Linked DNA regions of Sus scrofa: region 2 is linked to region 1. Evidence: chromatin contacts called from public Hi-C data. All regions are on one chromosome and are shown on one strand. Each heading gives the region's core, a stretch centred on a gene start, on an enhancer-like site or on the middle of the called end of the contact. The rest is flanking DNA. Distances are from core to core; before and after follow the strand shown.

Region 1 (3,379 bases), core at 203-2,702:
CATGTAGAAATTCCTGGGCCAGGGATCAAACCTGCTCCACAGTAGCAACCTCAGTCACAGTAGTGACAATGCCAGATCCTTAATGTGCTGCACCACAGAAGACCTCCGGGGCTATTTATGCTTGGGTTTTCAGGCTTTCCATAACCTAGCCCCATGGTATCTACTCAACTATATTAGTGTTATTTCCTCAACTAAAAAACATTCTCTTAATTCTCTATGGCAAGAATCATGTCTTATATTTGGCTAAAACTCCTATGCTTCTCTTTCCCCCTCCGCCAAAGATGAACACAGGTGTATGCATATATAGCAGCAAAACACAGAAAGTATTCAGTAAACACCTGTTGATTTTTTTTTTTTTTTTTTTTTTTTGGAATCATCAGAGCAGGCTAAGAGTTTTCTTATACACTTTTCTGGCTGTTTGGTTGTTCGTTCAGGAATGGGAGAAGTTTGTATGAGCCTCAGATCAGAGATTCAAACGGCCCTCTTCTGCCATAGCCATGCCCTTAGCTGCCCTGTCCTGTTCCACTTGAGTTGTGATTTTTTTCTGTGCCCTTAGTGAAGTACTCTCTAAACATAAGGGAATATTACCTCCACTCACCCAGGGATGGAGGGAAAGTGGCTTTATCGTTGGCCAACGAAAGCTGCCAGAGAACCTTTTAAAACTATTTTGGGAGGTAGTGGTAATTTTTCCAAACACTCTGGTTCAGAAGAGGTTTTGTTTAAAAAAAAGAAAAAATTATGTTGTTTCCATGGAAAATCCCACTGGACTGTTCCAAATTGATCACACTAGAAGGAGCAATTTTAACCCCAGATCTCACTCCTGAAAATACCATTTAAACATTGTTCTATTCCAATCATTCAGTTTAGTGCTTTGGAGTATGAGATGAATCCCTGAAGTGATTACCATGTCAAGGAAAAGCGTCATAATAGAGTTAGGACCAGGGAACAAGAGTCAATTGACCTAAGGGAGAAAAACTAGAAAAACAGGATAGAAAGAAGATCAAATCCAAAATTCAAGTTGTTTTAAAAGTTCCCATGGGTTACGAGGAGCCTTTCTCTTCCCAAGTGCTGAGGAGAGATTTGTGCGGAGACCCCAAGAGGATATTTTGGCTGGCAAATCTAAATCTAAATATCCTGGTTTCCGGAATTTGCCCTGAGCCCAGGTCTCTGTGAAATGAGCTCTATTGTTTGCAGTTTCCTTTGCTAGCTCATGATCTCGCTGTCTTGTTCCCCAGCCCCTGGATTTGTCTAGAATGCCTTTAGAAGGTTACCTCAGTGACCACTGAAAGACAGGGCACCCTTTCTTACTTGGTAGCTTTAGCGAGCAGACTCAGCTATCTGATCCTCAGTTTCTTCTCATCAGATTTTAACATCCCTCTTCTTATACCTGCTCACTTCAGACCTAGCAGTGGGTGAGTGTAAAAAGAAAATGTCATTTAACTCGACTTGATTTTCCAGCCTGAAAGTTGTACAGAGTCCACCTGGGTAGGTGGTTTGGTTTTGTTTGAGGGTGAGGGAGCTGAAACCGGCTTCTGAGAAAAAGGCAGTTACACAGATGTGGCACAGCAAAACATTGTTCCGTCTTCCCTCTGCTCGCCTTGAGGCAGCACAGCACAGACACCCTCTGGTGGCCTAACAGCAGTCTTTACTTACTAGGGCTCCATAAAAGCAAATTTGCTCTAACACAGAGATTCTCTCCAAATAGAAGAATAAAAATGTGTTCCCTATATACTCTCAAATTTTAATTTCAGGTCAAAACTAAAATAGAGGTTCCTTTTCTTTCCATGTCTACAGATCAAACTCCTACTCCGACTAGATTCCTGAAGAACTGTGAAGAGGTGGGACTCTTCAATGAACTAGCTAGCTCCTTTGAACATGAATTCAAGAAAGCTGCAGATGAGGATGAAAAAAAGGCAAGAGATGGGACTTTAGCTGAAAAACTGGTGATGTTCAGATCTGGGCAACTTTCATTGTGCTCTGGGATAATTTGTTTAATTGATTAAAGCACAAATTATGGGCTTTGTTCTGTAGAACCAGATAGTACTTACTAATCCGAGTCAGCCACATCAGGCTTTACAGGGTCCAGATGATGGATCAGCACAAGTGTTGGATCTTTATCAGAAATCAGCCTTCTTGGAAGTTCCCTGTGGTACAGGGGGGTTAAGGATCTGGCATTGTCACTGCAGCAGCTCTGGTCACTGCTATGGCAAAGTATTTTGGTTTTTGGGTTTTGTTTGTCTGGTCTTTTTTTTTTTTTTTTTTTTTTTTTTTTTTTTTTATGGCCACACTGATGGCACGTGGAAGTTCCCAGGCTAGGGGTCAAATTGGAGCTGCAGCGGAGGCCTATACTATAGGCACAGCAATATCAGATCTGAGCCGCCTCTGCAACCTCGCTGCAGCTTGCAGCAATGACAGATCCTTAACCCACTAAGTGAGGCCAGTGATTGAACCTGCATCCTCAAAGACACTTTGCGAGTTCTTAACCCTCTGAGCCACAATGGAAACACTTGTGTTGAGGGTTTGATCCCTGGCCCAGGAACTTCTACATGCCTCAGGTGTAGCAAAAAAAAAAAAAAAATTCAGTCTCGTAGCCCTACCCGTGTAGCATTATTCAGCAGTCTGTTTTTTAAATTATTTTTGTTCTGATTATGATGAAGATGTTAAAGAAAGATTATAAATTACACAGATTTTGTTAGATAACTTTTTTTTTTTTTTTTTTTTTGCCAAACCCCACTCTTTTCTGAGCTAACCAGACTTTTCACCTGAACTGTTTTTTTGTTTGTTTGTTTGTTTTTTAATAGGGCCACACCTGCAGCATATGGACATTCCCAGGCTAGGGGTCAAATAGCAATGCCAGATCCAAGCCGAGTCTGTGACCTACACCACAGCTCATGGCAACGCTGGATTCCCTACCCACTGAGAGAGGCCAGGATTTGAATTCACATCCTCATGGATGCTAGTCAGGTTTGTTTCCACTGCAACCACAACGGAACTCCCTGAATTGTTTTGTTCAGGCAGCCAATCAATAAACATTTATTGAATTTTGGCTCTTCTTTGTTTCAGTGTACATGGCTCTTAACTTTCAAGTTGCTCTCTAGTAATATTCAAGACTAGACTTAAAGAAGGATGTCCTTAAAGCTTTTTACAGGAGATCAACCAGGATGGTGAAAGAATTACAAATCAGGTCACTTTGAGAACATTTAAAAGAAATTGAGGGGAGGAGTTCCCGTCGTGGTGCAGTGGTTAACGAATCCGACTAGGAACCATGACGTTGCAGGTTCGATCCCTGCCCTTGCTCAGTGGGTTAACGATCCGGCGTTGCCGTGAGCTGTGGTGTAGGTTGCAGATGTGGCTCGGATCCCGCGTTGCTGTGGCCCTG
Region 2 (3,285 bases), core at 436-2,935, 180 kb before region 1:
CACATAAATGCTCAGTGAACACTTATCTCCTGGTAAGAGCACTGTTCCTTAGAACAAAGGGAGTTAGTATGCCACCCAGGAGTTTCTGGGGTGGTTAATATGGTATTCTGACCATTTGTGCTTCAATCCTGATTCTACCACTTGCTAGGTAGTGGTGGTAAGTCTATGACCCCAGGTAAGTCACTTAATAGTCTGTGCCTCAATCTTCATCTTATGTAAAGTGGGAATAATAAAAGGGCCTACTATATAAGGGTATTGTATTATATGGAAAAGTCCTTAACATAGTTTAAACACATTGTAAACACCCAATAAACAAAAGTTACTATTTTGAGCTCCAGCTGAGACTGAGTTTTCCTATAAGCCTTTATGCCAGGTGGAAGACAAAAACCAAGAACAACTGAGACTTGGGCACCTGAACAGGCCTCACTCTTAACCCACCCCAGGACCTTGAGCCATCTCTGCAACCAGCAGCTTGTCCTAACTCATAAATCCTGACTAGTGACGCTGACATGTCACCTTAATGTTTGTGAAGCCTGATGATTTATTGCTAAGTGCTTGGAGATCTTCAATATGAAAGGCACCCAAGGGCAGGCACCAGACACACTATTGTCATAAAAGCAAAATACTACCCCAAAACTTGGAAAAGGCAGAGGCACCATAACTTAATGCAGCAGAAAATTAAAGCAGAAGAGCAAATCAATCCTTAGACTGTAATTCCTTAATACAGAGACTGAGAGAGATCATTTTTTGAATGCCTCAGACCCCGTGCAGGATGCCCAGGTCTTTAATGGACTCGTGACTTGAGGGTGCGTGGGAGGAATGTGAATCTTTCACCTCTTCTAAACAAAAAACAGGAGCAACAACATGTATTATTATCTTAATGAATTTAAGCCAGTTAAAAGGCTTGGGCAAACCAGCCGGGTAAGTGGCTTGTTTCTGAACTGTCCTGCATTATGCCATGTTCCCTTTTCAACGTGGTTCTCCTCACTTCACCTCTGCCCTCCCAACCAACAACACCTCGGACAATGGGTCCTCCTTCTGGACCTAGAGGACGCTGAGGGGAGCCCAGTCCAGTGTTGGCAGGCGTCTGGAACTGAAGCCCTCGAGTTAGAAAAAAAAAATCCTCAGTGGTGCAGAACACATAGTTTTTGCAGGGCTGCCCCTGAGGATGAAGCAATGAAGAAACTGCTACCACAGTTTCCTATCCCCTAGACGGTAGGTAGTTGTGATGTAGTGGCAAGAGCACTGGGAGTCGTGCAATCCTACCCTCTCATAGCTTTGATACTTTAGATCGGTTCCGTAACCTTTCTGGGCTTTAGTGTCTCCATCTGAAAGGCGTGGATAACAAAACCGCCTACCTCACAAGTTGTCGTTAAAAGTAAGCGAAAGTGTGTACCTGAACTCGTTCGGCCCACTCTATAATGTATTTTAAAGACAGCTTTCGAGCCGTAACTCCTCCCCACCCCCAACCACGCACGGTACCAACCGGCAGTCGCCACTAACGTAGCCTGCCCCCCTCCTAAGGCATCATGGGCTGTGAAGTTCTTTGCTGGCCACACCCTCGTTCACGGTCACGGAAGTGAGAACTACGCCTCCCAGGATGCTGCTGTGAGGCCTCCCCCGCGGCCGCCCTCTACTCCGCCCTCCTTGCGCACAGACTCCTGGGTTATGTAGTCCTAGATCCGCACTGGCTCGCCGGCAAAAAGGCTCGGAGGAACCACAAACCCCAGAAGCCCTCGCGTCCACCCTTCTCCCTCCCCTCCTGGAGTCGGAGTGCTGTTTTTGTTGTTGGTGAAAGGTGAGGGAACAGCTGATCCGTCTGTGGGGTAAGAAACTTGGCCTAATTTGGGGGCGGTTTTATGGGGGGCCACCCCACTTTCAAGCCTGTGAAAGGATCATCTAAGGGAACCGGTAAAGGCGGGTGGAGGAGCGTTTGGGTGTTAACACTTTCCGTACTGGAGAAACCACCCCCACAGTTTTGAGAGTTCTTGGTCTCAGGGGGGCCGTGATCAAGGGGATACCCAGTCACTGTTCTCGCCTCCATCTCAGTCCTTCTTTATAAAGCTTGAAACGCTTAAGGGAGTTGAGGGAGGCCGAAGTCTGCTTATTCTCAGCCAGGCAAGACTTGGCCTCACAAACCTTCCCGTTCCCCTCTCCCCCAGCCACCCTCCGCCCCACCTCAATCTAAAGGCCTTTATGCCACTGAATTCCTGAAGGAAAACATTACAAGGTGTAGAATGTTAAAAGAACTCTGAAGCCCTACAGCGTGGGGGGATGAGACACCCCCCCCCCCCGCAAAGCAAACAACCGAATCAGGCTACACATACACACTTCAGGTGCCCAGTGCTCTCTTTCAGGCCTGGGGATATTTCCAGCTGTTAGGAATTTTTTTTGTAGGGAGTATATGGGGTTCCCCCGGCTTAGATCTTTGAGGACAATTCACCCCCTCCTGGAAAGCCAGAAGAATTGTATTTAGAAAAAACATGGGCTGGTTTTAAGTAAGGATTTTTCAGAGATAAAAATTCAGAGAAACCTCTTGTCCTCAATTCAGTCTCTATTTTGGAGGAAGAAGTAGCTTCTTTCTGTAGAGCTGGCCCATCTTGCCTTCTCTAAGGCGTTTTTGTCTTCTTTTAAAGTCTCTACCCACCTGACTTCAGCCTCAGTGTGGGTTTGTGGTGTTTGGGGGCGTGCATATGACTAGTGCCTGTGGCTGACACAGGAGGAAGATTAGTGAGCTAGAGAGGAGAAATGACAAGGGCCATCTCACAGGCCTGGCCTGAGGATTCTCTTGATTGTTATCCTTCTTCGTCCCACCCCCATTCTTTCCAGTGAATTTTCCCCACCTAGCTTGGAACATCTCTTCCTCTCAATCCCTCCTATAGCATGCCTCCAACTACCAATCTGAGCAGCTGGAAGGATTAAGGCACTTGGAATTAAGGCTTAGGGGAGCAGAGAGAAAATGGGTAGGGAAATACGAGAGCTGGGTTCACATAGAGTCAGACCAGTAGATTTCTAACCCTGCTCCTGGCAAGACCTGAAGAGAAGAATGTGAGGTTCTTTTGGAACTCTCTTTCCTTCTCTCAACATCATGTGTACCTTTCCCCATCCCAAGGCCCCTTACTTCAGTCTGTCCCTGCCCCAGGGGTGGGGCTTTCCTGGCTCCAGGCCCCCACATTCCATCTCCCCACAGCACCACGTTCCTGCTGAGTGTTTCACTCCACCCTTGAAGCAGCCGCCTCCAGCATTCTTGACTTCCTGGAGTAATGATTGAAAACCTGTCTTTCC

Evidence for each region. A called contact is a pair of places that touch in the nucleus more often than the background predicts.
Region 2: a contact with region 1 is called in a Hi-C map of skeletal muscle, with 2.2 times the contacts expected there. The contact joins the promoter of CALCOCO1 here to the enhancer-like site in region 1. A contact is called at or near these places in 11 of 47 Hi-C or Micro-C datasets (embryonic fibroblasts, epiblast stem cells, fetal skeletal muscle and 5 more) and 1 of 2 datasets of contacts at active chromatin or transcription factors (alveolar macrophages).

Annotation. Positions count from the first base shown.
Region 1 is chr5:18,751,779-18,755,157 of Sscrofa11.1, reverse strand. ATF7 (cyclic AMP-dependent transcription factor ATF-7) reads left to right here. Exons shown (of 11, transcript XM_013987080.2): 3 at 1,795-1,913. Among named protein-coding and RNA genes, the nearest start is that of NPFF, 29 kb to the right of the region's middle. Within about 2 kb of position 1,452, at least 24 of the 83 cell types and tissues checked have an H3K27ac peak or open chromatin away from gene starts, as enhancers often do. A contact at or near this core is called in alveolar macrophages, fetal skeletal muscle, retroperitoneal adipose tissue and 2 more, where this site is marked.
Region 2 is chr5:18,928,802-18,932,086 of Sscrofa11.1, reverse strand. It overlaps CALCOCO1 (calcium-binding and coiled-coil domain-containing protein 1), which reads left to right and starts at 1,685. Exons shown (of 15, transcript XM_005652574.3): 1 at 1,685-1,826. It overlaps LOC106507255 (a long non-coding RNA gene), which reads right to left and starts at 1,479. Exons shown (of 4, transcript XR_002343963.1): 1 at 1,397-1,479.